Linked DNA regions of Ovis aries: regions 1 and 2 are each linked to region 3. Evidence: chromatin contacts called from public Hi-C data. All regions are on one chromosome and are shown on one strand. The core of a region is the stretch at or near the end of the contact, and the rest is flanking DNA. Distances in the headings are between cores, read along the strand shown. Region 1 has its middle 270 kb from the start of ETS2. Region 2 has its middle 290 kb from the start of ETS2. Region 3 has its middle 85 kb from the start of ERG.

What was found. Hi-C and Micro-C count contacts between places; a contact is called where the count stands out from the background.
Region 1: a Hi-C map of liver shows a contact between it and region 3, with 9 times the contacts expected there. The contact joins two enhancer-like sites. A contact is called at or near these places in 14 of 16 Hi-C or Micro-C datasets (blood, liver, mesenteric adipose tissue and 6 more).
Region 2: a contact with region 3 is called in a Hi-C map of liver, with 7 times the contacts expected there. The contact joins two enhancer-like sites. A contact is called at or near these places in 11 of 16 Hi-C or Micro-C datasets (blood, liver, mesenteric adipose tissue and 5 more).

The regions. Positions count from the first base shown.
Region 1 is chr1:272,052,801-272,055,500 of ARS-UI_Ramb_v3.0, forward strand. No RefSeq gene overlaps it. Among named protein-coding and RNA genes, the nearest start is that of ETS2, 270 kb to the left of the region's middle. Within about 2 kb of position 1,306, at least 12 of the 54 cell types and tissues checked have an H3K27ac peak or open chromatin away from gene starts, as enhancers often do. A contact at or near this core is called in liver and tail adipose tissue, where this site is marked.
Region 2 is chr1:272,070,272-272,072,971 of ARS-UI_Ramb_v3.0, forward strand. No RefSeq gene overlaps it. Among named protein-coding and RNA genes, the nearest start is that of ETS2, 290 kb to the left of the region's middle. Within about 2 kb of position 1,325, at least 1 of the 54 cell types and tissues checked has an H3K27ac peak or open chromatin away from gene starts, as enhancers often do. A contact at or near this core is called in liver, where this site is marked.
Region 3 is chr1:271,695,561-271,698,260 of ARS-UI_Ramb_v3.0, forward strand. No RefSeq gene overlaps it. Among named protein-coding and RNA genes, the nearest start is that of ERG, 85 kb to the left of the region's middle. Within about 2 kb of position 1,386, at least 20 of the 54 cell types and tissues checked have an H3K27ac peak or open chromatin away from gene starts, as enhancers often do. A contact at or near this core is called in liver and tail adipose tissue, where this site is marked.

The sequences.
Region 1 (2,700 bases), core at 56-2,555, 360 kb after region 3:
TGATTTGTTTTCATATTCTTTTTTTTTTTTTTTTAAGAGTTGCAAGCTTAAGTTTTATTTGGGGCAAAATGAGGACTACAGCCCAGGAGACAGCACCTCAGATAGTGAGAGACTGCTCCCTGTTTTCATATTCTTATCAGTATTGGGGAAAAATGAAAGGAGAGAAATACATGAACAAAGGGATGGATGGATGGATGGGTGGATGGATAGGTAAATGGATGAATGGGTAAATGGATGGATGGATGGGTGGATGGGTGGATAAATGGATGGATGGATGGATGGACAGAAAGCTTAAATCTTAGGCTTCTTTAGACTCAGAATTCTCAAACAAATCATCATCTCTTCCAAAGGCTATGGGTCACTTGCCATTTCTGATATGACAGCCAGACCTCCTGGACATTTCTTTGGGGACACAGCCTCCCCAAGCTCTTTCTTGATGATGAACTCTCTTTTGGTTCCTAGAAAATCTGGAAGATGATCCCACCACGTAAGCCATGTGTTCCTCCAGCTGACATGTGTTAAACATCTGTTGTTTGTACTTCCTCGGACAGAGTACCAAGTGGTTAAATTGAGGTGAAAACCGAGCTGGTCCCTGGACGACTGTGGAGCACCTGGACTCCAGATCAAGGATGGCTTGAAAGCACTCTTTTGGAGGAGGGTGGACCACGCTTGCTCCGGTGGCTAGGGAACTGAGCTAGAGTCCTAAGGAGGAGTGCCCTTTGGATGGTGCCGACGTGCGTGGGTGGCACTGCTGGGTGTGGAAGGTCATGAGGGTGTCTGGACACTGTGACAGCCGGCTGTAGAGATCAGGGGTGTCCAGAACACACCACACGCCCAGGCAGGTGGAGCATGAGCATAGCCGTGGAGGGACGAGTGACGCGATGGAGGCCCGGAAACTGAGGCCGCAAACCGAGGTGGACCACAAGGGCTGCACAAGACGGGCAGTGGGATCCTGCCGAGTATCGGAGCACGCTTAGGCTGCCCCCCTGCTCCCCGCAGAGGCCTTGGGCTGTGAAAGGGAGGTTCTTAAAAGTCAGGTCAGAACTTGGCCCCTGGCATGACCATGCCCCCCCAAAAAAGAAGGAAGATCTGCCATCGCGGGTCAATTGGTCCTGTGTCTGCAGCAGTAAGACGTGGCAGGACCTGGCGCCCTAACCTGCCTCCGTCTTGGTAAACACTCAGGCAATTGGACTCGCCCTGGTTTCCGCCTTGCTCCCCGCTCCCCTCCCCATGGCCTTTCTGCCTCTTTAGGCTCCTGTGTACTGTCCCTCTGCCGGGATCATTCAGCTCAAAAGTTCACCGAGTAATTGTGTTTCTCCATCGAGGCCAGGAAGTCTGATGCCTCTAAAAGTCAAATGTGCTTCTTCCAAAGATGACCTTAGGCAAGGAGCAATGTGTTCTTTTTCCTGCGGTTTTAACAAGATATTGGGGAAGTGAGAGAAACAGGCGGGCCAGAAGTGGAAGTGAACTTTGTGGCGACTCGGACAAGCCTTACCAGCTTCCAACTGAAGCAAGAACCGTGAGCGTGCAGTTTCCCCTTCTTGCCCGAGGGGCCAGGGCCTGCCTGCCTGCGGGCTGGACACCCTGTGGGCTGGAAAGACGTGTCCCCGATGGCATTCAGGTCGACACAGGACCTGTGTCACAAAGTCCCGAAACCCTCATTCCTAAAGCAAAAGCATCCTCTGATTCTGCCAGCCTGTCCCCTTCTTCCGAGTAAGAAAGTGTCAAACATGCAAAAATTGCCAGTGTGATTCCTTGAACAAGCGGCTGCAGGCCAGTGTCAGCATTTCAAAGCGCTGATGAAAGAGACGTCATTCAAAGACAGGAGGAAGACAGAGCCTGCCCTCCCCCAATCCTGTACTCAGTGTCAGGGCCTCCCCTCCCCACTCCACCATTAACCAGCTTTCCTGTGATTACACGGGTCCCCTTCACATCTGGTTTCCATCAGTAGCAGAAATGCCAGCTCTCTTGCACTGGGGCCTGCCGGTCATTATGCCTGGGAGCGGGGCCGTCAGTGACACCCAGCAATCTCCACCTGTGATGGCAGTGTCCGTGGCTGACCGCTCAGGGTCCGCCCCCACCCCCACCCCCCACGTAACTGGGGTGAAAAACCTCAAAGAACCATCTGGAGACTTTCTTCACACACCCAAGCCAGGGCTGGGGAATTTGTCTCTGACATTAAGCTGCCGCTGAATCTCCTGCACATTGACGTGAAGAGTGAACACGATCCTTGCTACAAAACTGGGCTCCATCTGAAACCTGCAAGGGAGTTCGAAAGAGACACAGATGGCAGACTGGGGTTTCAGCTTAATCGTACTTATGAAGAGAGAGCCTCATGGGGACGCAGCACAGGGCAGAGCATGGATTCTAACTTGTAAGCCACTGTTTGGTGTGCAGATTCTCGAAAGTCAGATTCTAGAGCTGCAGAAAGTCAGATTCTAGAGCTGCACGATCGGGTGGCTGTTCCTAAGGTAGATCTCAGAAATCAGGCAAATCCCCATGCGTGGGTGGGGGTGGGGTGGGGCAGGAACCGGAGTCATTGACTGGAGGCCGTCATGGCCCATGACAGCCCCAAATTGGCCTTGGGTTTTCCGGCAGCAAAGCTCTGCTTAATTATTCCTGGTGTGAGCTGACCCAGCATGACATAGGGAGGTATTGTGTGTCAAGGACCTCGAGGAAAAGGACAGGTCAAATGTCATC
Region 2 (2,700 bases), core at 75-2,574, 370 kb after region 3:
ATGCGTCTGCCAGGAATGACTCGGAACAAATTTATCCCCCTCCTGGGGACATGGTAAGGTAAATATTCTGTCCATTGAGCCACGATCCACCCAAAAAAGGAAGCATTGCTCATTCACAGATAGCAGAACATAATTCTGAGGAGGACGATGGTTTCTTCTCTGGGCGTCATTAAGGGTTGTCACAGATTGAAGAAGTTTCCAGAACAAGTGAGGCATTCCTCTCTCTGCCTTGGTTCAGCCACTGCCCACCAGCCACCTGCGTCCCAAGCCCTGCACTTGCCCTGGGGCCCAGACCGTGAGATCACAGGCGTCTCTCTCATCAGTAACCCTCAGTTTGTAGAGAATGCAATGCACAACTGATTTGCAGACCTCAGAGTAAGACCTGGGGACCTCTCCGGTGGCGTTTCCAGACAGAGGTACCCCTGGCTGGGGAGACTGATTGTGCGGATGTGGGATGCTCCTCTGGGTTGACTGTGAACACAGGACGTACCAGGCCAGCTTAGCTAGCCCAGCGGCCATCTCTGTAGCACCCCCCCCCACCTCCCCCCAGCCCTCCCTCGGGGGAGCTGACCCCCAAGGGAGCCCCAAGGCACCCAAGCTTGCCTGTGGCGACCTCTCCAAACACCAGACCTCAGGGCCTCCTGGTGGGGCTCAGCCCGGCCAGCACCCCCGTGCTGTGAGGTCGTATCTCCACTGTAAGTGTGCAGAGAGGGTCTTATTCTTTCAGAGATGACCTCAGGCTACAGCTTAAGTAGCTCTGGGCCATTTCAGACAACAGGGAGGGCGAGGGAAAATGAAACCCCAGGGGAAGGCATTGAATAGTCTGCAAGGAATGCAGGGGGAAGAGACACAGAAAACTAGACGGTTTCTATGCTCCACTGTTGTAGCCACACGTTCCGGGAAACAAACTCCCTCAGAAGGACAATGCAGATAGTGGAGTGCAGTTCATTACACCGGCGGGCCCAAGGCAGAGTCTCCTCTTAGCCAAGGACCCCGACCTGTTTTTGTGAAAACCTTATATACCCTAAGTATGTGTGCACAAACCTGCCTCACCAAATTCCCTGAAACTAGTCTGAACAAAGGAAAAGAAAGATACAAATTTAACCCATGATTCATATGCCTTAAGCCTAGGTAGTTAACAGTGGACAATTATCAATAGGCCTGTGGTCATACCCCAATAAGCATAATAGAATGTATGAGTCTATTCGGTTACACAATTAGGATATTCTTTTAGGCAATGGAGTGTCTAGGTACAAGCCCTGGAGCTCTTCCTTCTGGCGGGGGAGGGGGGGTCTGGTTTTCCTATTGGTAATCGTTTCCATAGATACTGGGCAAATAGCTCAAAGTCCACAGTCCGGCCCAAGACGGAGTCCTGCTTTCAAGATGGAGACTGTTCTGTCTGTTTCCTCCGTCCCTACAACTGCTTCTAGGGGGAAGCAGACCTGCAGCACACATTGCCCCCAAACAGAGTTTCTCTCCGCTTTGGTTCTGGGCATCTGGAGATGGTCCCCTTGGTGACTTGCCTGGGATGACGATGGAGCAGGGATGAACGCCACCCACTCCCCCGCCACCCTGCCTCAGGCTGACACTCTATCAGCCCATCCCTATCCTAGCCCTCCTCCCCAGCCCACCAGGAAGGCTGCCTTCCAGCCCCGCGAAAGGCGGGAGAGCTGTTGGAAAATCGCCAGGCTCTGGGGCAGAGGGCAGCCTTCCACCAGCCTTGCCTGGACTTTGTCTCCAGCCAGAGTGAGCTGTCCGTGTCCCCAGAGAGGGTGACGGTGCTCCTTGGGCAAGGGGCTGGCTCCGGCTCAACTCAGCCCCCTAGTCTTGAGACTCCAGTGAGAGGGCAACAGGCAGGAAAGCCAGGGGTCTCCAAAGGGGAGGAAATAGGCTGCAAATCTCAGACCTTTTTTTTATCTCTCTCTTAAGCAGCAGGAGGAAACAAACTAGTGTTATATTTTTTCCCCTTCTCTATACAAATGCCAGCTGCCACCGACTGCACGGCAGAAGCATGGCTGAGAGGAGCTACCCCTCACCCGAAGTTAGGGGCGGCGGCCAGGAGGAGCTACCCCATGTCCAAGGAACAGTGTCTGCGTGGTGCAGGAGGGCCAAGAGGAGCTACTCCACATTCAAGGTCAAAAGGGCCGGCCGTGAGGAGATAACCCTCGTCCAAGGTCAGTGGCGGCCGAGAGGAGCTACCCCGCATCCGAGACCAGTGGCGGCCGGGAGGAGACACCCCGCGTCCAAGGCCAGTGGCGACCGGGAGGAGCCACCCCGAGCCTGAGGCCAGGGGCCGGCAGCTAGAAGGAGCCTACCATGCCCGAGGCCAGGGCCAGCAGCCGGGAGGAACAACCCGAGGAGTGGTGGCTGCGCAGGCGCAGGAGGGCCTAGAGGAGCTATCCCACGTTGAAGGTCAGGAACGGCGGTGGTAAGGAGATACCCCTCGTCCAAGGTAAAAGAAACCCAAGTAAGATTGTAGGTGTTGCGAGAGGCATCAGAGGGCAGACACACAAACCATAATCACAGAATACTAGTCAATCTAATCACACAGACCACAGTCTTGTCTAACTCAATTAAACTAAGCCATGCCCTGTGGGGCCACCCAAGACAGGTGGGTCATGGTGGAGAGGTCTGACAGAATGTGGTCCACTGGAGAAGGGAATGGCAAGCCACTTCAGTATTCTTGCCTTGAGAACCCCA
Region 3 (2,700 bases), core at 136-2,635:
GATATTTTCCTTTTACATTTGCTTATACTTTTATTTTGAAATTTCATGTAATTTTTCAAAAGTCAGCCTTGACTGTGAACTCAAGATAAGCTCAACCTCCTGTCACCTATTATCTCAACACACTACCCCATCTGGTATCCAGCACTTAGCTGATTCCCTTTACACATTTGTTAAGCAAAGGAGAAAGCTCCCGGATGTGAAATGATTTACCCAGGTTTCATAATGATGCTGTCAGAGGCAGGTTTAGAACTCCCCCCGAGTCTAATCCAGTCCTAGTCCCCCACTCAGAGAGAGAGCCCAGCTAGCTTCCTGCAGGCCTGTCCCCACTCCAACTGCCTGGATATCTATTATGTTACCTGGCAATGCCAATTAGGATAATGTTGAGAACACCCCTAAGTTTAATGCATCTTTTTAGGTATTTAAATGCATTTTGGTCAGAAGCTTCTATCAGTAAAACATTCCTTTCTTTTTTTGGCCATGCCATGCAGCATTCAGGATCTTAGATATTAGCAATCAGCCCTGTGCCCTCTGCAATGGAGGGCTGTACTTTTAACCACTGAACCGCCAGAGAATTCTCCAGTAAATCATTTCTTAACTTGCACTCTTAATATCTTATAAATTTGTTGTTGTTCAGTTACTCAGTCGTGTCTAACTTTTTGTGACCCCATGGACTGCAGCATGTCAGGCTTCCCTATCCTTCATTATCTCCTGAAGCTTGCTCAAATTCATGTCCATTGGATCAATGATGCCATCCAGCCGTCTCATCCTCTGTCGTCCCCTTCTCCTCCTGCCCTCAATCTTTCCCAGCATCAGAGCATTTTTCCAAAAAGTTGGCTCTTCACATCAAGTGGCCAAAGGATTGGAGCTTCAGCTTCAGCATCAGTCGTTCCGATGAATATTCAGGGTTGATTTCCTTTAGGATGAACTGATGCACTCTTGCAGTCCAAGGGACTCTCAAGAGTCTTCTCTAGCACCACAGTTTGAAAGCAAATTCTTTGGTGCTCAGCCTTCTTTATGATGCAATTCTCATATCCATACATGACCCCTGGAAAAGCCATAGCTTTGACTACGCGAACCTTTGTAGGCAAAGTGATGGCTCTGCTTTTTAATACGCCGTCTGCGTTCGTCATAGCTTTCCTCCCAAGGAGCAAGTGTCTTAATTTCGTGGCTGTAATCATTGTCAGCAGTGAATCTGTAACTGCTTCTACATTTTCCCCTTCTACTTGCCATGAAGTGATGGGACCAGGTGCCATGATCTTGGTTTTTCCCCATATTTAGAATACAGAAACTAGAAATGCCACCGCAGTCATTTTCCATTTTGAACCTCAGCAGCAAGCGGCGGTCATTCCCATTTCCACCAGGTGGTGACGCTCGAGGCAAACGCTGCTTCTCAATTGGCCTGGAAGCGCTGAGCCTGGAAGCGCTTTCCAAACATGACCGTCAGAGAGTGGACTTGAGACGGTCGGAAACATCGCTTCGGGGTGAATGGGATAAGCGTCTGGAAAGCGTGCCCAGAAGACATGGCTGTGCATAAAGCCGAAGAAAAAGACCTAAAAGGAGTTGGGGAGCCCAAAGGGAGATCTGGCCACTGGGTAAGAGGAGGCGCCGGAATAGCCTGGACCCCGCGCAGCACCTGGTGTAGCTGTGCGAACAGAAACCAATTGTGTGAAAACCACTGCCGCTCGGCGGCGGGAGCCCCAGGCCCTCCGGTGAGAGGAAGAGGGCACTTGGTATGGTCTCTGGGAGCACCCAGCAGCTTCGGCCCGGTATGCATCCTAAGCCAGGCTGTGCAGATAAAAGTGAGGATCCGAAACCAAATCTTAGAGAGTCTTACTGGGATTCAGCATTTCAGCATTAACCCTCATTTCCGCTTTTCAGAGGTCCTAGGAGGACTTGTCAAGTTAGTTTGTTCTCCTTTCACACGCAAATGAATTCAAAGTGATTGTTCCTCAAACCCCTCCCCCCCCCCCCCACCCCCCCGCCGTGTCTTGTTACCTTGCAAAATTATGACTGCCTTTTGTAAGTACGGTAACAAGATCTGTTCTTCAGATCGCTGTTTAAATATGGGTGATTCTTGTCTCTGTTTAAACAAACCTAAAAAAAAAAAAAATTGGAGCACATAGGCAAAAAAGTTCAATTTGGGGAAGGAAGTGCTCTTAAAAGCTAGGACTGTACATTTAGCTTAAGTCTGCACATTTTTTCCAAGAGACTTCCAAAATGAAATGTCCCAGCATTTTCTAGTCTTTTCAGTAAACAAAACATATGCCCTTTTAAAGAATAAAATAAACTATCTAGAGATGTTCATTTGGATTCCTTTGTAAATTCTAAATAATCTGTAATTGGAGTCATAGTTCTAAGAACTTCATTCCATTCCTTGAAAATTTAGGGAAGGACAAAGAGAGAGCCCTGTGGCTCAAATGGTGCAGTTGGAAGAATAATGAAAAGAATGGGAAAAAGCCAGCATCCTCCAGGGCAAGAACCATGTTTTATGAGGCTGAATCATGAAACAAATTGAGTAGAATATCATGCACCTCACCCAGAAACACTCAAGTTCAAGAGAGACTTTGCAGTAAAAGAAGAGAACAAGATCCTCTGCAGTGTCATTTCCTAGTTTTCTGTTTCATTTTCAAACCCACAAGGGCTGTCTGTTCTGGGAGGAGTCAAGTCCTACATGAAAAGCTAAGAATGAAAACCAGACTC